Regions from separate parts of the Zea mays genome. Here all the other regions are linked to region 3. A link is a contact called in public Hi-C data. All regions are on one chromosome and are shown on one strand. Each heading gives the region's core, a stretch centred on a gene start, on an enhancer-like site or on the middle of the called end of the contact. The rest is flanking DNA. Distances are from core to core; before and after follow the strand shown.

Region 1 (3,519 bases), core at 33-2,532, 430 kb after region 3:
CTCTAAACGGTCCTCTAAATTTAGAGAACGCTGCTGGATTCTCTATATATAGAGTTTCTCTAAACGGTCCTCTATCCACTTGAATACTTTAAATAACCGGTTTAGCAAAACTAAAACATTTACAATACATTTAAGAGTATGACAAATACGTATGTATAAAAATAAAAAATAAAAAATGTCTCTAATATAGGTATTTACGTATAGAGGACGTGATTTAGAGGACATTGTTGGAGAGGAAGGAAATATAGAGGATAAAATCTTGTAGAGGAGACTGTAAAGGACGGATATAGAGGATGGATATAGAGGATGTTGCTGGAGACAGCCTTAGATATAGGGGTCCCTAAAATGCACTAGTACTTATAAAGTGGTGCATAACTAAAAGACTGAGCCCAGCGCAAGTACAAGCCACCAAAAAAAAGGCTAACTGGAAACATATACAACTCCCATTACATATGGATGGAAAGCCATGACATACCAACCAACCAAACAGGGTGACCTGAAGGACGGAACAATGATTCCACAACTTAATGGACAAGATTGACAATCGCAGAACAGAGACGACACCACGCGCAGTTAAGCACACAATAACCGAAATGCCTTGGTCATTTGATGCCCCTAACTTTCTCAGCACCAGCAACAAACAAACAGTACCACAAGCACGCACATCTGGTGGAATGAGAGGCTCGAAGCACGTACAAGGATATGTTGCGGAGCCGAAACTTACCGATCACCCAAAAACAGAAGAAAAAGACACAATCCTGCGAACCCGTGCTGATTAGAGTAGGGCAACAACAAAATTCGACCGAGAAACGTCTCTCCCACACGCCCAGGCATAGCAAACCGCGACCTTCGTCGCGCCTCCACGTTGGGAACAACCGGCTCCTCGCCCGAACCGGCCTAGATCCGACCGCGACGCAGGCGGGCAGATCAGGGCGCCCACAGAACGAATACCGCGGCCAGATCGAGCGGCGGGGAGGGGGCGAGCGGGCAGGCGGGCGACAGGACCATGCGAAACACAGCTCACGGGCAGCAAGAGAGGAGAGACAGATCTGGGGGAACGCCGGCCGTTACCTGACGAGACGAGCGGCGGCGGCGGGAGAGCGCGACGAGGGCAGCGTGTGGTGACGGCGAATCCGAGATCGGCGTCTCGGATTCGATGCGGCGGTGGCGTTTGTGTGGGAGAAGAGCGGGGAAAGGAAGGAAGGGAGGGTTTGGGGGAGGCGGTTATAAAGGGTTCCGACGGAGGCGGGGCGCGGCTCGACCCGTTCCTCTTCCTCGCTTCCTCGGGTCGGGGGACGGACGTGCTCCGTGCGTGGCTCCGTGCGACCGGTAGGGTTTGGTTTCGTTTCGTGCGATCCGTCTCACTCTTGCGCTGCGCGGTGGGCCTGGCTCGTTTTTAAATGGGCCGGCGTGCGTCGCACGTGCTGGGCCTTTTCGTTTTCTTTCCCCGTATCTGCGGCGCCGCCGCGGCAGCGGGCACCAAGCCACGAATGGAGACGTGTACGACATGATTTTTTCTATCCGCGAGTATATTAACGAGCAAAAACTTCTATCCGTCATATATATGGGTTAGTACTGTTCATACTCGTATACTCATGGATAAAATATATTTATATCAATGCTATTATAACCATCTAATAGAGCTCATCTTAGCTAAAATAAAACACTTCTCTAACTATCATTTATCTAGCGACTAAGTTATTTAATCATATGATTTGTTATATGTAAAGTTGAACTTGTTTTTGTATATTTATTTAATATTTTGCGTGATTGATATATTGGAATTTAAGACTTTTCCTAGTGGGTACGACTTACCCGACGGAAAAAATTACTCGCACGGTTACGGGTATGCATAAGATTTTATATCTGCAAGCATATATGGGGTGATGGATATAATTTTTTTAATAGATATGAATATGGAATGGTACTACCGAATAAGTATATATCGTTGTCATCCCTAGTCACGTCACGGTTGACGTACCTGTAGGGATGAAACGGTCGGTAAACACTAAAATCATTACCGTTTTCATATTTTTTATCGGAAACAAAATCGAAAACGGTAACTCCGGAAACGGAAACGATATCGGTATTTCGGAAACATCGGAAACGAAAGTTTGGTGCGGAAAATACACCGGTAACGGTCGAAATCTAAAATACGATCGATAAACATATCAAACTTCATAATACAACAAAGTTGACAAAAGATCACAAAGACCACAAGTTCACAATTCATGATATAACAAGTTCGCAATATAACAAGTTCACAAGGATCACAAATTTATAATATAAAAAGTTTACAAAGATCACAAGTTCACAATATAACAAGTTCACAGTATAACAAGTTCATAAAGATCACAAGTTCACAGACTCAAAGTTCATAATTCACAATATCCACTTGATCTAGCTGACATGACTGACATGTTTACTTATGAAATATTTTTCCTCGCATAAAGAGCTTTTCACAACCTCACATGAAAACCCTAAAACCTAGTGTGTGGATGAAAGTCGCCTAGAGGGGGGGTGAATAGGCAAATCTGAAATTAACAAACTTTAAGCACAATCTACAAACCGGGGTTAGTGTTAGAAATAAAGTCGAGTCCGAAAGAGAGGGCGAAAACAAATCACAAGCAAATGAAGAGTGTGACATGGTGATTTGTTTTACCGAGGTTCGGTTCTTGCAAACCTACTCCCCATTGATGTGGTCACAAAGATCGGGTCTCTTTCAACCCTTTCCCTCTCTCAAACGGTCACTTAGACCGAGTGAGCTTTTCTTCTCAATCAATTGGAACACTTAGTCCCCACAAGGACCACCACACAATTGGTGTCTCTTGCTTTGATTACAAAGGTCTTGAGAACAAGAAATGGGGAAGAAGAAAAGCGATCCAAGCGCAAGAGCTCAAAGAACACGGACAAAACTCTCTCTTGTAGTCACTATTGCTTTGAGTGGAATTGGGACTTGGAGAGATTTTGATTCACTCTAATTGTGTCTTGTATTGAATGCACTAGCTCTTGTATTGAATGTGTTGGCTGAAAACTTGGATGCCTTGAAGTGTGGTGGTTGGGGGGTATTTATAGCCCCACCCACCAAAATGGCCGTTGGGGAAGGCTGATGTCGACGGGTGCACCGGACAGTCCGGTGCGCCAGCCACGTTACCCAACCGTTAGGGTTCGACCGTTGGAGCTCTGACATGTGGGGCCACCGGACAGTCTGGTGGTGCACCGGACAGTCACTGTTCACTGTCCAGTGCGCCTTCTGGCGCCTGCTCTGACTCTGCGCGCGTTGTCCGCGCACTGTAGCTTCACTGTTCACTTTTGCAGACGACTGTTGGTGTTGTAGTCGTTACTCCGCATGGCACACCGAACATTCCGGTGAATTATAGCGGAGTGGCATTTCCAGAAACCCGAAGGTGGCAAGTTCGAGTTGATCTACCCTGGTGCATCGGACACTATCCGGTGGCACACCGGACAGTCCGGTGCGCCAGACCAGGGCAGCCTTTGGTTTTCTTTTGCTCCTTTCTT
Region 2 (3,876 bases), core at 460-2,959, 330 kb before region 3:
GCGTCCAGCTTCAGCCCCAGCCCGGTCTTTGGCGCCTTCACCGGCGCGCTTTCAGCGTCGCCGTCGCCATCAGCTTCCTCCTCCTTGCATTTCGCGCTGGGAAGCAGCTCCTCTTTTCCCTTCGCCCCCATCATGACCTTCTCCACCTTCACCACCTTCTTCTTCTTGCTTTTGTTCTTCTCCGGAGCGGCGGCGGGCTGTGGCTGTGACACTGCGGCGTTTGACGCCGGCGGTGTCGGTGGTGCAACCGTTAGGTCCTTTACCGGCACTGCCGGCCACATCCACCAGGCGCCATCGTCGTCCCGCCGCTTCAGTGCGCGGTTGAGGTTGGGCCGAGCGCCGTGCCGGGACCCGAGGCCGAGCTCGAACCTGCCGGCGAGGCCGACCACCATGAGGCTCCTGAGGTAGGGGTGGATGCCGGAGCTGGACAGGATGGAGTCATCGGACGTGGTGGCGGCGGTGCTGTTGCTCTCGACGGTGAGGCTGCCCATGATGCCGTCGAGGCCCTCGGCCGCGGCCGCGGCCTCCTCGACGTCGAGGATGGACTCGGCGTCGAAGCCGTCGTCGTCGAAGTCGATCTCGCCGAGCTCGTTGACGTCGACGGTGTCGGGGCTCGCCGGCGACGGCGCCGGGTCGCGGAAGTCCCGGAACGCGCTGCTCACGGGGGCCGGCGACGAGCAGTTCTTGGCGGCGGACGGGCTCTGCGGCTGCGGCAGCGGCGACGGCGCGGGTATGTCTCGGAGCAGGAATGCGGAGTCGGCGAGGACGGGGAGCGGCGGGAGGAGGTCGGAGGAGGAGGCGTCGAGCGCCGCCGCGAGCCCGGAGAGCTGCCGCGACGACGGCGGGCGCGGCGGCGCCGTCTTGGGGCTCTTCTTGACGGGGAAGACGGAGGGGTGGATGGACGCCAGCAGCGCGGCGGCCTCGTTGTACGCCTGGTTCGGCCGCTTCCGCGGCGCGCGCGCCCGCTTCAGCGACACGGACGTCGCCGACGACGACGCGTTGGACGCCTCCGACAGCGTCGACGACGGCGACGAGTGCACCGGGCGCAGCGGCGACGAGTGCGCGCCCGGCGACGCCGCCGCCTTCACCATGTCCAGGTCCAGCCGCAGGCCCGTCGGCATGCAGGAAGACGACATTGCACCGGCTCAACGGCAACAGCTGTAACCGTTCAAACGATCGCCTTCGCCTTCGTTTTCTCGGAAGGGAAATGGAGCAGCTCCAGCCTCCAGCTACCCTTGGATTAATTCCACGACCATGAATCCAAGAACACTGGGGCAAGAATGGCTGAACAACCTAATCGATCAAGCCCTTTCCTCCTCCCCAAAAAAGCCTAACATTCAAGAAACCCAAACACTTTGGCAGTTGCCTCCACCTGGGGCACCAACAACACCTTGGGAGAAGATGAGGTGAAAAAAAAATACTGTCTTTACAGCTGCTGCACATGCACTCCTCTTCTGTGGAGAGAAGAGGATAAGAAGCGGAGTAAACAGCCAAGAGCACTAGAGCAAAACAAAAGAAAAGGGAGAATTCCCTGAACTGAATTGAGAAGCTGTGTTGGGATTGGAGACGAATGGAGAGAGCAGAAATGGTACTTCTTGGTCCTTTGGAGGATGAGAGAGAAAAGATATTGTATGGGGGGGGGGGGGGGGGGGGGGAATTGGAGCTGGTTGGGGCTTGGGGGATGAGGAGGAAGAAAGGGTTCAAGCGAAGGCGGTACAGGGTGGGGTTTTAGAGGGCCTGGGCATGGAGGATGGCCACAGCCACAGGATGAGACAAGCCACCCTCTCACTCACCATGTCCCTTTCTCTTCTGTCTCCTGCTGCCCTGAGGGACCCATGCCATTCCAGGCCCCCCACAGCTAGCGTTTTGGGCAGCCCTTCTTCTCCGAGTCATATATGTGCTCTTTATTCATCCTTGCACATGTGTCGTTGGGATTGCTTTGCTTGGTCATCTGAGATTTGCAGACGGACAAATGAGACCAATTTGCCCTACCTCCCAACATTCACCATCCTCCCCATTTTTGTTTTGTTTTGAGGAAGCTCACTGGATGACTGAAGATGTTTTTATTTGTATGTGTATGCCAGCCAACTACTGCAAGTCTGTCTCACAAAGTAAGGCACCTGGTAGTAGCAAGAACCGTATGTGTGATTCACACATTTGTTTAAGCAAAGATAGATGCCAATGTGTGGAGAAAAGGAGGGAAAAAATGAATTATACACACTAAGAGATGGTCGCAGCTGGTGAAAATTGTAAGAAATACTTTGACGATTGTTGACTATATAGGTGTAAGAAGCAATAATGATCATGAGAATGTCAATGGACTAAATAGTCCATTAGCAAGGGTTTATATACGAAGGAGACCGACATGCTACAAGAGAGAGACTCCTAGCTGTCATCGCCTCTTTTTCTACTCTTTTTCTACGCGATGCTAACACACCAGCGGGTAGCGTTTACGGATGGATACCATAGATATGCTACTAATATTGTTGCAGTGTTGATCAACAATGAACATGAGAGCATGGGTAAATGTGTCGCTGCTGCTGGTACACGAGGAAGTGCCGACTGCTTCCACTATATCGTTGTGCTATCTTCTTCTGCCGCGCTAAACATCGGTGGTAACGATTCATGATCCTCTATTCGTATGTTATCTTGACTGAACGCGGTAGATACATGAATGTATAGCGTACCGTTTCTCCACAACAATTCGTTAGGACTCGCCGACGGGTCAAATTTCACTCTCTTCCAAATGCTTTGATCTCACGGCATTGGTATTTTTAAAGAACTTAATTGGAATTTTGTTTCTTGGTTGTCTCCTTGTAAGCATGCACGCTATGGATTAATGATATTTTTTTTCTAGAGACGGCAGTGCCCAATGAAACATGGGGATAAGCATTACTTAATGGCAATCTCTTTTGGACTAACACAGCTTGTCGCTATGCCTCTCTTGTGCTGTATGAAAAGCAAACCTTTGAAGCTTAGTGTTTCCCCCCATGCATATGTTTTTTCCTTGTTGGTGAATTGTCAAGTACCACACCCTTGTCCTGATCCATGTCTGCGATGAGCAGGTGTTAAATATATATATATACACACATACAACTAATGTAATTGGGCATCCAATAGTAACAAACATATATTATTTTTGTTATGATCTTTTTCCTTTCTATAGTGGACTGGAATAAAAATACTAGTACTATACAGTGGCATTATATTTGTTTGAACTTGCCATGTTGGCATTTCCTGTGAACTTTTTGGTCGATTCAGCACGGCAAGCTGCCAGCAGCCTGAATGACGAAGTACACACACATGAGTTCTTTTATTTACACCTTTTTTCTATTTCGGTAAGAGGACAAATATATTCCAGAATAATGGGGTATAGGGTCCAACCAACCAAGTGCGGTCAATATATATAGCTAAATGTGGGTCGAGAAATGAGATTCCAGATTCTGGTAGTATCTCTGGCATGCATTTGTAGATTTAGATTCTTATATACAAGGGTATCTAAAATACATGATGGCGGAGGGGTATCTGAATCGTATTTCTATTTATCAAGCAAATGCACGTCATATTTGTTGTAAAATAATGTATGTCCCTCTCTCTCTCTCTCTTTTTTTTTAAAAGTCACTAGCCCATCGAGGAGGAGATTGCTACACACTTGTATTTCATAAAAGTTGTTGGTTGGCACATGAAAATTGGTGACAAATCTGTGACCAAAAGTACTAACTTTGCAAAAAAAAGTCATGAAATGATAAATCTCAGTAAGCTCTACTTAGTGTACCTTAGTGTTTTAGCCATGCATTCCGAAGGTTGTAACTAGGGTTGAAAAACGGACGGGTAAAATTCCGATCCGTACCGTTTTCCACATTTGACCATTTGTTT
Region 3 (3,803 bases), core at 684-3,183:
GAGTTTCACATCCAAATTTGAAGGAGCAAAAAGAATAAAATGGAGAGATGGGTGAGTTGGCACTTTACAGAGTTCCCTGTGAGTTTATCTTGCACATCATCCTCAGCATCTCCATCTTGATGTTGAATCATGAAACAATATAACATGTACATGTCATTCCAAATCTGAGTCAAGTATCAACTGAAATGGAAGTCATATTAAAGTGCCTTACTCCCTGCTTGGTCTGCACCAGTTTTTGTTCCAGCATCCTTTGTTTTTTTAGTCTTAGTTTGTTGAGCATTCTTTCTCTTGGCAGTGCTAAGTGAGCCCTCTTCATGGTTATCTTCATGGGCCCTCGAAAGGCTGTTTCCCGGTGAAGCATCAGAACCAGATGAAAGTGTTACCATATCCTTCTTTGGAGTCTACAAAAAATATTATGTGTCAAAATTAACTACAAATTATAGGACCAGCTTACAACTACTATGACATAGTGAATTTAAAACAAAGCATAACACTTGCAGTGTCTGATCACTAATATCACAATATAAATCGAACATTACAAACAGGTACAGTTAATCTATACAATAAAATGACACCTGCAGTCTCATTGATGGCCAAACTAGTAGCCCAAGTCTCTAATAGTACAGTAGGAATTACATAGTGCTATGTTATCGTTTTTATTGGATAAATCAACAACACAATACCAGCCTAGTTACCAAGATATCATGAATCGGAGACAGGGAATCTAAAACAACACTCAAAATCCATACCAAGCGTCTAGGAGTATTAGCTTGTTTTTCATCCATAGTTGACCCCTCTGCATATTTGTCAAAAGAATCAATAAGCAACCATGTGACAAATACGGATCAAGACCTTAAGCAGTCGTGCCTCAGAATCTTTATAGTACTAAAAAAAAGCAGGTACGTTAGTTCTACCTTTTTTACTGACAAGGTTTTTTCTTCTAGTAGCTGCTGAGATTTTGTTTTTATTTTGTGAAGCACCATCTCTATCACGTGCATGATCTGGACTAGCGTGCTTCTCTCCCTTGTTTTGTTTTCTAGATGTACTGGTTCTTGTAGGACTAGCTTCAGGGGAGGTATCTGAACCAGAAGAAAGCATCACAGGTGCCACAGTTGGTGCCTGCTCCCAAAAAATGTTTGAATCCATATGATAAGTGGTAACTGCTACATAATAGCTATCTGAACTCTGAAGTATAGGTTTTGGAACAAAAAAACAATTCTGGAAAGCTTAAGGCAGAAGCTGATTTTTTTTCCCCACCACAAGCAAACCGAAATTCAGAATTCCAGGGTTTAGTTAGCGCACTGCAGCCTGAGCTCTGACCTATTTCGCTAGAGGTTCAAGGGCGGGATTTAGAAGTGAAGTGGAAATCTAAGGCAAGAGGTGGCATCTTGCATCCGGAACAAAAGATTTTGCTCCAAGAGGAGGAAAACTTGCTTAACGCCGCAGATGCCACGATTTAGCCATGGAGACCTCAAGTGGAGATGTGGCAGAGGAGGGAGATGAAGCGAGTTGGTACCTGAAACGCGCGGAGCCAGTCAGGATCATCTTCTTCGTCCCCCATGCTAGCTGCTCAGTTGCGCGGTTGCGCCGCTCGCTGGAACCGTGGAAGTGAGGGAGAGACGGGTCAGATGTTGAGGGCGGTTTGGCAGCGCACCAAACAAGCAACTAGCCTCTCTAGCTTCAACTCCCAGTCCCAGGCACTCTTGCTCCCAGCCGCTCTCTGGCTTCGTAAATCACCCCTTCGGCAGCGCTTCTTCCCACTCCTCCAGACGAAGGCAGATGCAGCTCCCCACGCCGCCGCAGAGAAGGAATAGGAGGGCACGCGGGGGAGAAGGGAGGGGAAGGCGCGGCGGACCGGCGGCGCAGGCGCGTCGATGTGAAGCAACGCCAATGGGCCAGAACCGGAAGCGGAGTTGACGAGGCTGGCCCCAGGGAAGGAAGATGCAGCATGATACAGGCTTTGAAGGTCCGCGCGGTACGGCCCAGAAGGAGGAATGTACTATAAGCCTTCCATCCTGACTGAACGGGTGAATGTAATTGGAAAATGTCCATTTGAACCTCTAACTTTCGCGGCAGTTCGATTCTAGAAAACCGAATTTTTAACCGTCAACAAGTTTTAAAAAAGCCGCTTGTTGCAATAACATGATCAGTTTTGAACGGTAATTTTGACATATCACGCCAGTCACAAAATACTGAATTAGACATCACGTCACACGTCAGTCACAAAATGGACAGCAAGTACTATTCAATTAAAAATCTTAAAATATAATTCGATTTCAGAAAAAAAAAAAGAGAAAGGTTACTTTATATCAGAAAGATTACTTATAGCTTTTTATTTGCTAGTATATGCTCTATGATATATTCAGATGACCCAGGATTGCTAAAATGGTTCAGATGACTTTAATGGCAATATAAATGTTATGTAATGATGTAATCACATCGTAATTGATTTAGCTTAGCCTTTGTTTGATATAACTATGGAATAAATACTTCCTCGACTCCTCAGGATTGCTAAAATTATATACAAATTGTTTGCTTAGATTCTGTGAAAACTTTGCGAGTTTGCTGGTTTCCTGTGAATTCAGGTATATCAAATACCCAAATTATCAGGTACACAAAATTGTAGTATACTACCCGCGAAATGCAGTATACTCGAACCCAACCCAAGTCAAGTGCCCGTAAAATTAAAAGTTTTATCCATTAGCCATTACTACTAGAGAGTACGTTAGACTAAAGACAGATTTTAAAAATCCTTCTTTTTCTTTCAGCACACAAATTTCAAATTATACACGACCTGATGAAAACAATCAGGTATCAGCCTGACTCGGCCTTCATTGCGACTCATAGACAAAGGGTTTGTTTGGTTAGGGACTACAAAAACCTGTTGTAGATATGAACTATAAAAATCGTTCAGTTTGATGAAGGCCACTAATGGCTGATTTAGTGATCCGGGATTCCGAGGGGAAAAAATCCTCTTACTATTCAAAATTGAATTACAAGGGGATTCCTTCCCATGGATCCCCTTGAAATCCCTAATCACCAAAGGGTTTTTTACATTGGTCCCCTTAGTTGTGCACCACTGCTCATTGCTACCCTTAATTTTTATTCCTCCTCAGTTCTGCCCAACGCTAGTTCCTTTTGCTCAGCAATCCACCTGGTCGCCGTCTCCGTCCATTCTAACGTGCCTTACAGGGCGGGCCCACTGCAAAATTCCACTGCAGCCGCATCTCCTCTTCCTCCCAACGCCCGACTCCAGCTCTCCCTCTCTCTGGTTCGCATCTACGGACGCGTCGCGGCGCCTGGCCGACGGATCGGCGGTGCGGTTCCGTGCCTCCGGCCACAGGCTGCTTCGTGGGGGCGCCCTGCCGGGAGGGAAGAAGCCAGCCGCCGCCGGGAGGGAAGAAGCCAGCCGTCGAGCAGTTCACCGGCGCTGCGACCTGCGTCTTCAACGGCTTGGCAGCAGCCACGTCGGGGGGAGCTCCAAGCCAAATCCCTCCAATCCCGAGCTCCAATTCCACCGCGAACTGCTTCGTGGGGGCGCCCTGCCCGTAGGGAAGAAGCCAGGACCTGCTGCTGCCCCGTGCTCCAATTCCACCGCAAGGACCTGCTGTTGCCCCGTGCTCCAATTCCACCGCAAGGACCTGCTGCTGCCCCGTGCCTCCGGTCACAGGCTGCTTCGTGGGGGCGCCCTGCCGGGAGGGAAGAAGCCAGCCGCCGCCGGGAGGTAGGAATCCGCGAGCAGTTGGAGGCGACCGGGAGGGAGGGAGGAAGTCAGCCGCGGGGAGGGAGGAATCCGCGAGCAG

What was found. A called contact is a pair of places that touch in the nucleus more often than the background predicts.
Region 1: a Hi-C map of ear shows a contact between it and region 3, with 2.3 times the contacts expected there. The contact joins the promoter of LOC100284697 here to the promoter of LOC100273715 in region 3. A contact is called at or near these places in 2 of 25 Hi-C or Micro-C datasets (ear and tassel).
Region 2: a Hi-C map of leaf shows a contact between it and region 3, with 2.7 times the contacts expected there. The contact joins the promoter of LOC103626617 here to the promoter of LOC100273715 in region 3. A contact is called at or near these places in 3 of 25 Hi-C or Micro-C datasets (bundle sheath, ear and leaf).

Annotation. Positions count from the first base shown.
Region 1 is chr5:81,152,541-81,156,059 of Zm-B73-REFERENCE-NAM-5.0, reverse strand. It overlaps LOC100284697, which reads right to left and starts at 1,282. Exons shown (of 5, transcript NM_001157592.2): 1 at 1,072-1,282.
Region 2 is chr5:81,910,328-81,914,203 of Zm-B73-REFERENCE-NAM-5.0, reverse strand. LOC103626617 (protein CHLOROPLAST IMPORT APPARATUS 2) reads right to left here and starts at 1,709. Exons shown (of 3, transcript XM_008647021.3): 1 at 1-1,709. The coding sequence starts at 1,136.
Region 3 is chr5:81,579,721-81,583,523 of Zm-B73-REFERENCE-NAM-5.0, reverse strand. LOC100273715 reads right to left here and starts at 1,933. Exons shown (of 12, transcript NM_001349926.1): 1 at 1,517-1,933; 2 at 915-1,119; 3 at 750-796; 4 at 212-401; 5 at 69-115. The coding sequence starts at 1,561. LOC118471950 reads left to right here and starts at 2,143. Exons shown (of 6, transcript XM_035958885.1): 1 at 2,143-2,159; 2 at 2,586-2,610; 3 at 3,117-3,724. The coding sequence starts at 2,143.